Linked DNA regions of Mus musculus: regions 2, 3, 4 and 5 are each linked to region 1. A link is a contact called in public promoter capture Hi-C data. All regions are on one chromosome and are shown on one strand. The core of a region is the stretch at or near the end of the contact, and the rest is flanking DNA. Distances in the headings are between cores, read along the strand shown. Region 1 holds the start of Rps3 (ribosomal protein S3). Region 2 holds the start of Nup98 (nucleoporin 98). Region 3 holds the start of Anapc15 (anaphase promoting complex C subunit 15). Region 4 holds the start of Folr1 (folate receptor 1 (adult)). Region 5 holds the start of Clpb (ClpB caseinolytic peptidase B).

The links. Promoter capture Hi-C pulls out the DNA fragments that hold promoters and counts their contacts. Capture Hi-C pulls out chosen DNA fragments and counts their contacts.
Region 2: a promoter capture Hi-C map of pre-B cells shows a contact between it and region 1, with 4 times the contacts expected there. The contact joins the promoter of Nup98 here to the promoter of Rps3 in region 1.
Region 3: a contact with region 1 is called in a promoter capture Hi-C map of pre-B cells, with 4 times the contacts expected there. The contact joins the promoter of Anapc15 here to the promoter of Rps3 in region 1. A contact is called at or near these places in 5 of 39 promoter capture datasets (erythroid cells, liver, neutrophils and 1 more) and 1 of 484 Hi-C or Micro-C datasets (B cells).
Region 4: a contact with region 1 is called in a promoter capture Hi-C map of liver, with 10 times the contacts expected there. The contact joins the promoter of Folr1 here to the promoter of Rps3 in region 1. A contact is called at or near these places in 2 of 39 promoter capture datasets (both in liver).
Region 5: a contact with region 1 is called in a promoter capture Hi-C map of adipose tissue, with 3 times the contacts expected there. The contact joins the promoter of Clpb here to the promoter of Rps3 in region 1. A contact is called at or near these places in 3 of 39 promoter capture datasets (liver, neutrophils and pre-B cells), 1 of 484 Hi-C or Micro-C datasets (B cells) and 1 of 9 other capture datasets (adipose tissue).

What each region holds. Positions count from the first base shown.
Region 1 is chr7:99,482,351-99,485,074 of GRCm38.p6, forward strand. Rps3 (ribosomal protein S3) reads right to left here and starts at 1,359. Exons shown (of 7, transcript NM_012052.2): 1 at 1,242-1,359; 2 at 220-350; 3 at 1-4. The coding sequence starts at 1,271. Snord15a (small nucleolar RNA, C/D box 15A) reads right to left here and starts at 582; the gene lies at 435-582.
Region 2 is chr7:102,208,837-102,211,560 of GRCm38.p6, forward strand. It overlaps Nup98 (nucleoporin 98), which reads right to left and starts at 1,330. Exons shown (of 33, transcript NM_001287164.1): 1 at 1,182-1,330. It also overlaps a transcript of Pgap2 not described here.
Region 3 is chr7:101,894,921-101,897,644 of GRCm38.p6, forward strand. Anapc15 (anaphase promoting complex C subunit 15) reads left to right here and starts at 1,411. Exons shown (of 6, transcript NM_027532.4): 1 at 1,411-1,530.
Region 4 is chr7:101,869,452-101,872,175 of GRCm38.p6, forward strand. It overlaps Folr1 (folate receptor 1 (adult)), which reads right to left and starts at 1,337. Exons shown (of 7, transcript NM_001252554.1): 1 at 1,158-1,337. It overlaps Gm35597 (a long non-coding RNA gene), which reads left to right and starts at 1,260. Exons shown (of 3, transcript XR_378387.3): 1 at 1,260-2,220.
Region 5 is chr7:101,662,335-101,665,058 of GRCm38.p6, forward strand. Clpb (ClpB caseinolytic peptidase B) reads left to right here and starts at 1,417. Exons shown (of 16, transcript NM_009191.4): 1 at 1,417-1,879. The coding sequence starts at 1,477.

The DNA.
Region 1 (2,724 bases), core at 109-2,608:
TGTCCTGTAGAGGGGAAGCGCAACCATTTACTCAAGATCCCACCTGCCGCCCACCACAACGCCAGCACACACGTTAAATGGAAGGTAAGTTCTTCCCAAATGCAGTTCTAACAAAGCAGTTACACCCACTGAGGCCAGATTTACTGCTTGGTTGGCCCAAGTTTACACAGCATCTCAGTACACACAGTATTTACAGGTGACAATCAATGGTATTTCTACCTGGTGGCTAAAATAATGATTTCTGTCCTGGTTGGTGTAACTCGGACTTCAACTCCAGAGTAGCCATCTTCAGCCAGCTCCCGAGTGAGAAATTCATTCAGCTCAGCTTTGAAGATGCCATCAGCTACAAACTGAACCAAAGGAAACAAGTTACCTCTGAGGTGAAGACAGGGTTAGTCAGAGCAAGCCCAATGGCCCTACAGAAAAGCAGCAACCCTTCTCAGACAAATGCCTCTTGGTCATCTTTAGGAAGTTTCTTTTGACCACAGTGCTTTCAGCTGTGCCACAGAACGCAGCATAGTGAGGCATCTTGGACAAAGACAACACTTCCTACTCAGACTCGTCATCACCTCTTCATCGAAGGGCTCTACGGCATAATCTACACCCAAGAGACAAAGAAAAATCTGTCTCCAAGTAGCACATGTACAGCTGGGACTGTAAGTTGTACCTCGGATAGGAGAGGAATCCTGACTCAAAACAGGTTTATCATCTGTGTGCATAAGCACAAACGACAGACCATCTATTTCTAAACCTGGCAACCTGCACACTTTTCCCCCATGAAATGATAACCACAGGGACGCTGCAGCTCCGGGTCCCGAGTGAACACGGCAGCAGTCAGTAAGTAGGCTTTCAACTATGGCCACTTGCAGGATCACGCGACTAAGAGAAGGGACTGCTAAACTTCACTTACTAAAGAAACTGGACTAGATCTGATGGCACACGCCCTCTAACTGTGCCACAGGATTACTATTATGGAGACCAAGAAACGCTCAAAGGTGTCTAGTCCGGAACTGGAGGCGCCCGGTGTTCGAGTCGGTCCAGAACTCGAGGAGTTTGTCCCTCCCTTGCCCAGGCACACAGCACTCGCCCGGCTCCGGCCCAATACACAATCTACGGCCATCCGAGGCTCGAAGAGACGGCAGGCGGCCCCAGACGCTCCACAGGACTGATCACGGAGCCACAGGCCTCCCTGGCACTTGTAGAACCCGCGGCGGACTCCCGAACCGGGCCCAGACGCTTACCTTCCTCTTCTTGGAAATCTGCACCGCCATCTTGCAGCCGCGCGCCGCTGAAAGGAAAGGAAGTGGCTCGCGGGCGGAAGTAGGTATATAGGGCGGGAGCAATGACGCCGCGCAGCGCGGCGACCCTTGCAAGTGTTCATGGGAAATGAAGTTTTGCATGGGAAATGAAGTTTTGCGTCTAAAACGGCGTAGGGGGGGTGTAACCTAGCAACCTGTAATGTAGGCGGAACAGGAAGTAGACATCTAGTTCCGGTCTGAAAGTGCTCTGTACTCAGCAAGCTTGGGGTTCCAGCACTAACGAAGTAGAGGGTCACAAGTTTAAGGTCATCATTGACTACATAGCGAATTCGAGGCCAGCTTGGCCTTTATGAGTTTCTGACTCAAAAGTAAAAACGTAAATAAATAAAAAATTTGAAAAGAGCAACCTTCAGACTAGAGGTGCAAACCACAGGCATAAGCACACACTAACAGATTTTACCACCTTCACGTTCACGCTAATGAAAACTTTCATTGAAATGTATTTAGAGGACCAGCTGGATGGCTCAGTAAGTTACAGAGTGAGTGGGACAGTAGAAAACCATGGCTGCGTATACATATATGCAAGCATAAAACACATGCGTGCGCACATGCACACAGATTTAATATTATTACAAAGGTAAACCCTGATCCATGAGATGGGCTTATTTGTAGGATTTCTGGTAGTGAGCACCTCCACTAGAACCTGTGGGAAAAAAAAATTTTATTTTTTGGTTGTTTTGTTTTGTTTTGTTTTTCCGAGACAGGAACTTTTTTGACTCGCAGCAGGGTGGAATACCAGCAGCAGGGGCTTGTCAAAATAATAAAGCACCAGGGCTTCGGGGACAGACTGTTGAATAGTATAAATCTAGGCCATAGGACCTTCCCTTCACACAGACCCTGATGTCCACACAAGCAAAAGTTCATTGCCCAGAGGCAGAACCTGCTGATATAACTTGTACTGCAGTGTGTGGCTCACTTCACACTGGAAACACGGGAGTCTGTTTCACCCTGTATTAATCCCACGGAACAAAAGTAAAAACTATTACTTAAACTCTTTTAGACAAATTAAGCAAGTTTTATTTTCTATCAGACAGGGCTATCTCCCTAAAGTGGAGTTTTAAAGAATAGCATCAAACATAGAAGTGGAATTTATATAACTCAAAATTTCTAAGACTAGGTGGTTTCCAAGGGAAGAGAGATTTCCAGGGGAATGTTGGCTACACAGGAACTTGGCAGAACATCTTATCAGGGTGGAAGTCAGGGTATAATGGAGTATGGAACATGTCAAATTCCAGAAAATGGGTTGACGACAGGATCAAACCCAAGTGTTACAGAAAACAGGAATGAACTTATTTTGACCTTGTAACAAGATGGCTTCTAATCATGGGACAGAGTCAGACTGGTCTGTCACCTGATGAAGCTGTTTCTCCATTTCTAGTGCACCACAGCCATGGCTGCCTTCTTA
Region 2 (2,724 bases), core at 80-2,579, 2.7 Mb after region 1:
CCACCCCACTTGGCTTTTTGAGTCAGGGTCTCTGCAGCCCTAGATGTCCTGAAACTCAGTATGAAGAGTAGGCTAGCTTTGTAGTCACAGAGTGCCTCCTGCCTTTGCCTCTCAAGTGCTGGGATAAAAGGTGTGCACTGCCAAGGTTAAAGCCAATTTCATCATTTTTAAAGTTTTGTTCTCAAAAGTCTATGTTAAGTCTGGATGTGATGGCAAACACCTTTAATCTCATTACCTCAGCGTTAGAGGCAGGTGGTCTCTTTGAGTCTGTGGCAAGCCTGGTCTACATAGCGAATTCCAGGCCAACCAAGGGTTGTCTCCGAAGTTAAAAAAAAAAAAAAAAAAAAAAAAAAGCAAAAAAAGTCCCCATCAGGGTACTACTAATCAAGTTATCTTACTATATATAAACGAACATGAAAACAGCTAAACTAGAAGTGTTTTTGAAAATTATGTCAAATGCTGGGTCCTTACCCCTACCAAATAGAGAATTGCCAATATTGGGAGACTGGAACATAGAGGAAGGGTGGAAGAGTATACAAATTCTACTAGACTTGAATCAAGACACCTGGATTCTCTTCCTCTACCTACCTCCCACTAATAAAGCCTCTGTACTTGAGGCAGAGTGGGGGCGATTGACAATTTAAACGCTTATGGCTCCAGTTACTCAGAAATTCAATCTTTCTCACCTAGGTTTACACGGAACAGAAAGAACCCTTCATTTTATTTATCAGACAATTGTCAGTGTCTTAAAAAGCTAAACACAGTTCTGACTCACTCAACCCTCTGGTTGAACCCTAGACAAAACGTGTCCTGTAGAGTGGTCAAGGAAGTGACGGGGAGACCTCACTGAAGTCCCCCCAAGGCACCACCCTGCAAGGGTCTGCCTACCGCGGGCTGCTCACCTCCACCCAGCGAATGAATGAGTAGCACCGGAGAAAGCGAGGTTCACTCAATGTGGGCTGCGACCCGAGACCCCTCCGGCCTACGCCCCACACAGTTGGATCCCCTCCCAGGGCCTCCCGAGCCAGGCCGCAGGCCCCGGGCCCCGCCCCCTCACGCAGGCCCGAAGGAGCGCGCCCGGCACGAGACTCGGCGGCGGAGAGGGCCCCGGGCGTCCAGCGCAGATGCCGGTACAGAGAGGAAGATCTACCCGCCCAGCCCCGGCAGCGCTCCCGACTTACAGCGGTGCGTCTGGAGTGAGAGCCCAGGTCCGCCCGTCACCCGCCGCTCACCGCGCGGCCTCCAGAAAAACCGTCGTCGCCGCCGCCGCTGCCACCGACCGCCGCTTCGGGCGCAGCGCGCAGAGGCCTGACTGCGTCACACGCCGTCCACCGTCAGAGATCGGCTCCGGCCGCTCCGCCCTTGGCGGCCGGGCATTGGCGGGCCGGTCCGCCACTCGAGGCCCACACCGTTATTCATTGGGTGACGATCCTTTTGAAACCGAACGTGGAGGCGGTCTCTGATTAGGAACGGAGGGGAAGAGGAGGAGCGTAAGGAATTGCCGGGAAAGGGGGGGGGGGGGGGGAAAGGAGGGACGATGGGGAGGGATGTAGAGTCCCACTCCCTCTGCCGCAACGGTTGGCTGAGAGAGGCTCATGACGTCACACAGGCCCCTCGAAGAGGGCTGGTGCGTGGCTAGAGGAGTGAGCACCAAACCGCAGTGACGCTGTGTCCAGGCCCCGCCCCCTTCCTTGGAGCGCGGAGACTCGCTACGGAAGCTCCGGCCAATCAGAAGGAAGTCCCAAGGATGACCTGGTAATTGTTCTATCCTTCTCTAGCTCCTGTCTGCGGGCAATGATGGGAAGGCTCCTTGGCCACCTAGCTTGCACTTGGAGAGCCGGAGGACCCTTCCTGGAAACCCATCAATCCACAGATTGTCTGCAGACACTCCACTCCCCACTGTTCTTTCCAGCGCAAGCCAGCCCTCGCCGTACACTTTCCCCCTCTGAATCTCTAGAATAGACCTGAGCAATGGATTTGCCTTAACAGAGCTTGAGCCCAATGAGGAGATTCTTGGCCCTTCAGCCTCAGCTGCACTTTCAGAATCTATACTTGTTCTGGGTTTCTTGCGGCCTTCTCCAGGACACATTTGGTAACCTTTACAAGTCCCGGTGAAGTTCAGGCAGTCTGCTTGTAAAGACCTTGTTACTTTGTATCTTATTTATTTTCCGTTCTATGCCTCCTCCCTCCCCTGATCTGGGCCAAAGCTTCATTTTCATCCTTTTGGTGTCTTTTCTCCTAGGATCTAGCAGAGAGCAGAAGAGTGGGCATGTTCTAGAAACCAGACCTCTCTAAATTATTGAGGTCTCACAGATAACAGGAGCTGTGTTAAAAAAAAAAAAAAAAAAAAAAAAAAGAGGTACATACTACCTCTCCACCACGTCCTGGGAAATCAATATAGAACTGAAACGAGATTTGCTAAGAATTTTAAATGATTCCCTCAAACAAAAACATCTTAAAGGAGCTGGAGAGATAGATGGGCTCAGCGATTAAGAGCACTGGCTGCTCTTCCAGAGGTCCTGAATTCAATTCCCAGCAACCCCATGGTGGCTCACAACCAACTGTAATGGGATCTGGTGCCCTCTCCTGGTATACATAAAATAAATAAATCTCTTTTTTTTTTTTAAAGACAGTAAATGGAAGAAACATAATATATTGTCGATGTTCAGTATATACTTGAAAGAATAATGTATAAATCGCCTAACAGGAAAAGCTAGTTTGAAC
Region 3 (2,724 bases), core at 161-2,660, 2.4 Mb after region 1:
CTGACCTCTTGGGCCATACAATCAGATTTGATAGGAAGCACATACGGAACCTCTTGAACAGTTCTATCTCATCACTCTTCACCAGAGCCAAGAACAGGAGGAAAACCAGGCAGATTATCATGCTAGTTACAGAAGAAACAGCGTAGACAAAGAATGTACAGGCCTGGGGAGATACCTTAGGGGTTAAAGTGCTTGTTGTAAAAGAAGCCAGGATTGGTGTTTGGGTCCTCAGAACCCACATGATTGCTGGATGGTTATGGCAACCAGCCTGTAATTTCTGTAAAGACAGAGAATTCTCAGAGAACCTGGATAGTCAGACCAGCGATAGCAGGGACTTGTGGTATTGAATAAGAATAAGATAGAAGAGCAATTGAGGAAAATTCCCAGCATCACTCTTGGGCCTACACATACATACACATGCATACACACACACACACACACACACACACACACACACACGATGTTCAAACACACATATACATAAGATAAAATTTTAAATAGATAAAAAAGAGGCCAGCGTGGTGTTACACAGCTTTAATACCAACAGGAAGACTTCGAAGCCAACCTGGTCTAGATAGTGAATTTCAGGCCAGTTAGGAATACGCAATGAAACCTTGTCTCAAAAAAGAAAAGTAAATATTATGAATATGATGTAGTTCCATGACAGAGGCTTGTCTAGCATGTTCAAGGTATCCTCTCAGAAAGAAAAGAATGGATGCCGGGCAGTGCTGGCGAATGCCTTTCATCCCAGCATTTGGGAGGCAGAGAGGCAGAGGCAGAGGCAGAGGCAGAGGCAGAGGCAGAGGCAGAGGCAGGTGGATTTCTGAGTTCCCTGTCTCGAGAAACCAAAATTAAAAAAGAAGAAAAGAGGGGCTGGTGAGATGGTTCAGCGCTTAAAAGCATTGACTTCTCTTCCAAAAGTCCCGAGTTCAAATCCCAGCAACATGGTGGCTCACAACCATCCGTAACGAGATTTGATGCCCTCTTCTGGTGCGTCTGAAAAACAATTACAGTGTACTTACATATAATAAATAGATCTTGGAGGAGTTGGAGGAGGAGGAGGAGGAGGAGGAGGAGGAGGAGGAGGAGGAGGAGAAGGGTTCAAACAGAAAACCGAGTCTGAGAGAACAGAAGGGAAGAAACAGATGTTTCTTGGAACGCAGCAGCACACACGGCATCCACACAAGCGAACATTTCTGGAAACCATACTATTTCGAGGAGATTAACACGCAAACACCGCCGAGTGGCAGGAGGGCGGGACTAGTCGAACGCAGGCGAGGGGCTAGCCTGGAGAAACCCTGCCGCTGGAGATTCAAGGAGGAGCTGACAGGTAGGCGGGGCAAGCGAGGGTCCTCCCCCAACTAGTACGTAACTAAAGTACATCAACATCACTTCCGGCTCGGTGTTGAAGCGGGAAACAAAAGGAGACGCAAGACGCATGCGTTAGTGAGTCCCGGATTCTGGTGGGTTCTTCCGCTCAGACCTGGGGAAACGCTTCCGGGTCGCCGCCGGCTGCCGGCTCTTGGCGCGGTAAGTGCGGAAACGAGACTGCTGCCGTTTCCTTGCTTGTTCTTTCTTCCGGCTTCCAGAGAAACCCAGTTCCTTTGACTCGCTTCCCTAGCAGTTCATTTTCCCCATTTTTACTCTTAAAGACATCCTGCTCACTGGCCGTTTCCTAGAGTCTAAGCCCCACCCATCGCACATGGTCCGTCATGCATTGGTTTCACTTCCTGTCACCCAGCATTTCTTGCAGTTAATTGGCTTCGGCCAGGCCGCGCGCATTTTGCGATTAGCATCCCTATAAGGTCAAAATCCTGACGGAGACCCGCCCCTGCCTCCTTCCTGTTGGTCAATCTCGCAGTCATTATCATAATGAGCAAAGAATGGGCGGTGGTGGGTAGAATTTTAGTATATAAAATCTGTCAGTGCTTTCGGGATCGTGGTGGACGCGCCTTTTTTTTTTTCCCCCATCACACGGACCTGGGGGGGCTTTGGTCTAGGGAATGACAGCGTCTAGTTCTGCGTGGGTCAAATTAAGTTGGAACAAAAGCTAGAGTAGGGCCGGGTGTGGGGGCTGGTATACGCCTTTAATCCCAGCATCCGGGGGCTGAGGCATGCGGAGCTCTGTGAGTTTGGGACTAGCCTGGTCTATATAGAGAATTCCACGACAGTCAGGGCTAAATATTGTAACCCTGTTTCATTTACTAAAAATAGGGGGAAACACCAAGGTAGACACCAACTCTATTTTTTCCTGTGCCCTTCCTACAGTGCTGGGCCAGGATCCCTGCCTTGCGTAGGATTTAAGCCCCCATCGAGTGTGTGGCCAAAGTCAAGCTCTACATGTCACTGGGTTTGTGAGCCAGGGCGTTTTAGTTCAGCTTCTTGGTGACCTTCCTGGTCAGCAGCTTCAGCCCACAGAGTTGATTTTGTTCTCTTCCATGTTAGTTCATTCTTCATTTGTTTGTTATTTACTCATCCCTCTGAGAATTTCTTTTATCCTTGGTTGTGTGTACTGCAGTTTGACTGGTTGGTGAGAGAGGTGGTTCATGTCCACACCATTTTGCACTGGTTGGATGTGACATGAATCAAAAGAGCAAAAAATAAGTTTTGTGGTGCGTGTGTGTGTGTGTATTTAAAATGAATTTTACTAGATCTCTGCTATTGCTAATCTTGTGCATAATCACAATGCCACATTCCATCTCTGGCTCCCAGTCTCTTCTCTCT
Region 4 (2,724 bases), core at 87-2,586, 2.4 Mb after region 1:
CTTGGGATGTGTATGGCAAAGGCTGGCCTAGCATGTGTGAGGCCCTGGGTTCAATCCCCAGCATTGCAAGTAAACAAATAAACAAACAGCTGGGTGGTGGCACATGCCTAGTATGTGTGAAGCCCCAGTTTCAATCCCAGCATTGCAAATAAATAAACAAACAGCCGGGCTGTGGTGGTGCATGCCTTTAATCCCTGCACTCGGGAAGCAGAGGCAGGCAGATCTTTGTAAGTTTGAGACCAGCCTGATCTACAGAGAGAGTTCCAGGATAGTCAAGGCTACACTGAAAGACCCTGTCTCAAACAAACAAACACCTCACATTGTGTCTTGAGCTGCTAAGATCCTTTAAAATAATCCATCCACTACCAACACCCATGTCCTATTATACACATGAATAGGATGAGCCCCAGAGGACCACACCAGAGCCAATGGCAGGACTGTCACTAGAACACAGGCTTGCAACTTCCAGGCCTGTTGTATAGAATCAGAAGATCCCATGTCCCCAACTTCTCTCAGCTACAAGTTCCCCCAACCTCACCAGCCAGGCTATCACCCACTTCCAGTCACAAGACCCTGATGGCCTAACCTTTCTGACGAGAGCCTCAGTGCTGTGGAAGCCCAGGCTTCCTTTCCTTCTCCACTTGCTCACCTCCCACTCCTGTGACAGATCTTTACAGGCGTGGGGGCGTGGGGGGAACCCTTAAGGATCTGAGCTAATTTTGACATCACCCACATTTCACTGCAGCCAAAACAGGACCCCGTCCCCCACCCATCCCTTACTGGGAGCCCAGGATGGCGCTGCTGTTGGATAAAGGAGTGGGGAGTAGATTTGAGCAGGAGACTCGGAGTTGTTGATCAGTTACCTGTGCGTGTGTGGCCCCAGAGGAAGGCTCCAAATTGGACATAGATGTGGGAGCTGTCTCAACCGAAATTTAAGTGAGATAGTAGAGACCACTACATTGGTGAATGTCAGGAGAAAGAGAAAAGGAAGGAGGGGAAGGAAGGCAAGGAAGAAGGGAAGGAGGAAGGAGAGAGAGGAGGCAATTTGGACTCTGGGGGAAAATTAGCCAAAGAACAAGGCCCTACAAAGAGAGACAGGCTCCCAGGAGGTCCCTGGTTCTGTCTTGCTACCCTTCGCCCTGGCCACTGCCATGTACCTGAATCCTGTGACACACCAGGAGTGTTTGTCTACTGAAGATCACAACAGGTTGGGGACTTCTAGAGCCGTCAGCCTCCTTTCTTGTTTATACTTCCAGATCAGCCTGCTGACTGGGGAAGGGTGGGCCAGGTATCTATAAAGCCTAAAGCTGGAGGCCCTTCTAAGCTGTCTCTGCCCCGGGGCTGATTATTAACTGGCCTTTATGGCTCCTCTATTGCAAGAGTGAGGTTTGCCCCCTGGGTGATGCTCCTGAGCTCTACAGCTTCTGAATAATTAACCTTTCCAGTGAGGATTTGAGGTGAAGATTGAGCTGGGGCCTGGAGTGAACACCCTGCCCTGCCTCAGCTCCTGCCTGAGTGAGGAAAAAAAGAAATAAAAAGGAGGCCATGACAGCCCCTAGGTATGGTGGAGGAGAAAGTTTATTGTAGATATGGAGAAGAGCCTAGCCAGAAAAGCATTTGGAAGGGCCCAGAGTGAACAAGACCCTGAGCTGGGTCATGGGAGGGGAGAGGGGAAAGCCATGAGACCAAAAGTGCAAAAGGGTAAAAAGACCAGCTTAGCCAAAATGACTGCATTCTATAGAGAAGAACCACTAGAAGAAGGGTGGCCCAGGCCCTGGGCTGGAGAAGGTTTAGGTCAGGGAACCAGGCACGCCAACCAGGAGGATCCTGAAAACAAGCAGAGACTGGGGGATGCTAGGAGAGCTAGGCAGCTTGTGTAGGACCTCCATCAGCTATTTGACTGCATTTGAGCCCTAATGCCCTGAATGTTGAAGTGTTGTACCCATCCGGAGCCTAAGTGTTGAGATCATTTGACCACTAGGGAGGGACAGAATTTCACAGTCACCTTGGAGCCAGTCCAAGAAGTATCTCCCTGAGATAGCAGCTTATTATCAGCAAAACTGACTGTCAGTGTCTAGTCTGGCCCAGCCTGCTAGTGTCTTGTGACCAGGCTGAAAAAACAGGAAGGTGTTTGACAACCCCCCACATCCAACAGTGGGATTAAAGGCCAGGAAGCAAGAGAAGGCCTCCAGATTGCAGGGGAGAGAATCCTGAGCTTTGGTGAGTATCGGGCCCCCGATGTGCGCCATTCACACTGTTCAGGGCTGTGGACACTGGAGTTTGTCTACAAGTCTGGTGTCGTTCGTTTGCTTGAGAGAAGTCTATCAGGCATCCTGGAGCAGCATTCTAAGGCTTATGACTCCACACTACTTCTCCTGCCTGATTTTTTTTTTCTTTTCTTTTTGAGACAGGGTTTCTATGTGTAGCCCTGGCTGCTCTGGAACTCACTCTGTAGACCAGGCTGGCCTCGAACTCAGAGATCCACCTGCCCTCTGCCTCCCGACTGTTGGGATAAAAGTCTGCCTTTCTTTCTTTCTTTCTTTCTTTCTTTCTTTCTTTCTTTCTTTCTTTCTTTCTTTCTCTCTTTCTAAACATTTTTTTTTTTTTTTTTTGCTTTTTTGGTTTTTCGAGACAGGGTTTCTCTGTATAGCCCTGGCTGTCCTGGAGCTCACTTTGTAGACCAGGCTGGCCTTGAACTCAAAAATCTGCCTGCCTCTGCCTCCC
Region 5 (2,724 bases), core at 167-2,666, 2.2 Mb after region 1:
ACAAGTTTTAATGCAGACTAATCCACTTCCTATGAAGAGTTCCAGAAGTGGAGAAGGAAAAAGCAAAGAATAGGGCAAGTGTCATGTACTGACCTTTCTTAGGAAAATGGATGTTAGCTAGAGTGCTCCATGTACAGGTAAACGCAGGCATGAGACTTGAGTGGGACAGATGCAAACCAAGGCTTAAGACCTATTCTCAGCCAACAGGCTAATGGAAAGCCCCAAAACCTGCTTTAACAATTCAAACAAGCCAGCTAGGCACCACTGGATACCAACCAGCAAAGTACCTGGGCCTGTCAGAAGCCCTGGCAGCCCAGACAAACTGTTCCCTCGATCTAGCTCAAGAGGCTCTAATGCAAGAGCAGGAAGCATTCCGCCTACAAGGCTTTCTCTGTATCCTCTAGATCAGGAGCAACTCTATGGAAGGTACAGCTTTGAGCCAGGGTAAAACAACACCCCAGACAATCCCAAACCCAGTTTTGTAATTCTGTGAGACACAAGGGGCCAGACACAGATATATGAGTAGCTAATTGTCAGCTAACTACAGAAGGAATCAACTGAAACACAATTCATAGATTCACTATTATGTAACAAACAAGATGGCTCAACTATAAAAGACACTTGCTGCCAAACCTAAGGATCTCACACACACACACTCACACACACACACACACACACACACACATCTTTAAACACACACACACACACACACACACACAGTCTTAAAGTCTTTTGAGACAGAGTCTCTCTGGCTCATAACCCTGACTATCTTGAAACTCACTATGCAAACTAGACTTTCTCAAATTCAGAGAGATCTGCTTGCCTTTGCCTGGAATGCTGGGATTAAGGACACACACCACCTTTCCCAACACTCAACATCTTTTTGAAAAGCAATAGCAACTCAGAATAAAAGTGGGGAGGGGTACAAGTTACTTAACAGGTCTTCATCGAAAATGCAATTTTATTTAAACACTAGGGAAGTTGTTCTAGGATTCCTGTATTTTGATTTTCGATATTTTGATTTGATATTTGATATCTTACACAGTTGGGGCTGACCTAGACCAAGAATGTGATTTTGACCCAGACCTTGAATTCCCGTTCTTTCAGGTTCCCACCTTCCAAAGGCAGGGCTTAAAGTTCTGTGTTAATACAAATACGGGGCTCTGGAATCTTGAATCCTAATTGCCACGCCCCACCAGAGTTTTCCTTTTTGCCACGCCCCTCTGCCCGAACTGCATTTCCCAACATTCTTCCAGCTCCGCTGTCAGCGGTCATTGTGATGTCATTCCACAGCCCTCGGGGAAATGTAGTTTGTTTAGTCTCCAGCTAGAGAAAGATCTGGGGCTGTGGACTACCACTCCCGTGAGGTAGTGCGCAGTCCCACCTTATAAGCGGCGTCTTCGAACGCGCCGCGGCAGCCATGTTGATCGTGGCTAGCACAGGGGCCGGCACCAGCGGGTTTTAGAAGCAGGTGTCATGATGTTGTCCGCGGTGTTGAGGAGAACCACGCCAGCGCCTCGGCTCTTCCTAGGGTTAATCAAATCTCCATCTCTCCAAAGCCGGGGAGGTGCTTACGGCCGTGGCGTTGTCACCGGAGACCGCGGGGAGCCGCAGCGGTTGAGAGCTGCCGCTTGGGTGCGCCCTGGAGCATCTTCTACCTTCGTCCCCGGACGGGGGGCAGCCACCTGGGGGCGCCGTGGAGAACGCACCGAGATCCCATACCTGACTGCCGCCTCGTCGGAACGCGGTCCTAGCCCCGAAGAAACACTCCCGGGACAAGACAGCTGGAATGGGGTCCCCAACAAGACGGGTCTGGGCATGTGGGCCTTGGCCATGGCGCTGGTGGTTCAGTGCTACAGCAAGAATCCATCCAACAAGGGTGATTATGGGGTCAAACTGGGTTCAAGGGAGAGGTGGGTGGGTGGGTCATGACTCCTTTGGAAGGTTGAAGGTATTTGTAAATTTAAACCCGCATAACCTTACCTTGAAGAAACCCAGTTACCTTCTGCTGCCAGGAGCAGCAGATGGAAAACTCACTGAAGTTACATCATTTCCCATCGTAGGTCTAGCACCCTCTTTGGGATCAGTTTGTATACAAGTATAATTGGGGACATTGGACTGACTAATTACAGCCCGGTCCTTTTATGTACCAATATTATATCTTGTCCATTAGTCTTTCAAGAGGTCTCCAGGAAGCCTCAACAGCTTTAGGGACCGCCTCTACATGTTTTTCTGCGTACATAGGTCCAAGGAAGGAGGACACTTGGTTCTGGTGCTAGCCTGACCCCATGTTCCTCTCTAATCTTAGTTTCCCCACTGTCTAATGAAGGCAAGCTCTCAGTGCTCTAATATTTTGACCTTTCCTGGAGTTCAGAGTCTGTTTAGTTGCTTAGAGTTTTGCTTAGTGTCATGTTTAAGATGAGCTGGATACTGTGGAGGGTGTGTGTGTGAAGCCTTGGGGGACAGGGAGTTGGCTGAAAGTTGCTCTCTGGAGACTTACAGCAGTGGGGGAGGGAGGGAGGAGGTGGAGGTAGCTAACTCAGATTGGCTTCTTACCTCAGTTGCTTAGAGTTGAGCAGGAGCTGCAAGGGTGGCCTGGCTGAGCCCAACCTCTCAGGTTTTCAGTTGTCAGTGCCTGCCTGTCCCATGCACCCCAGACTCTGAGATTGTTGAACAAGATTGGAGACCGCCTTGACCTTCCCTTGTTTGTTTAATAAGATGGGG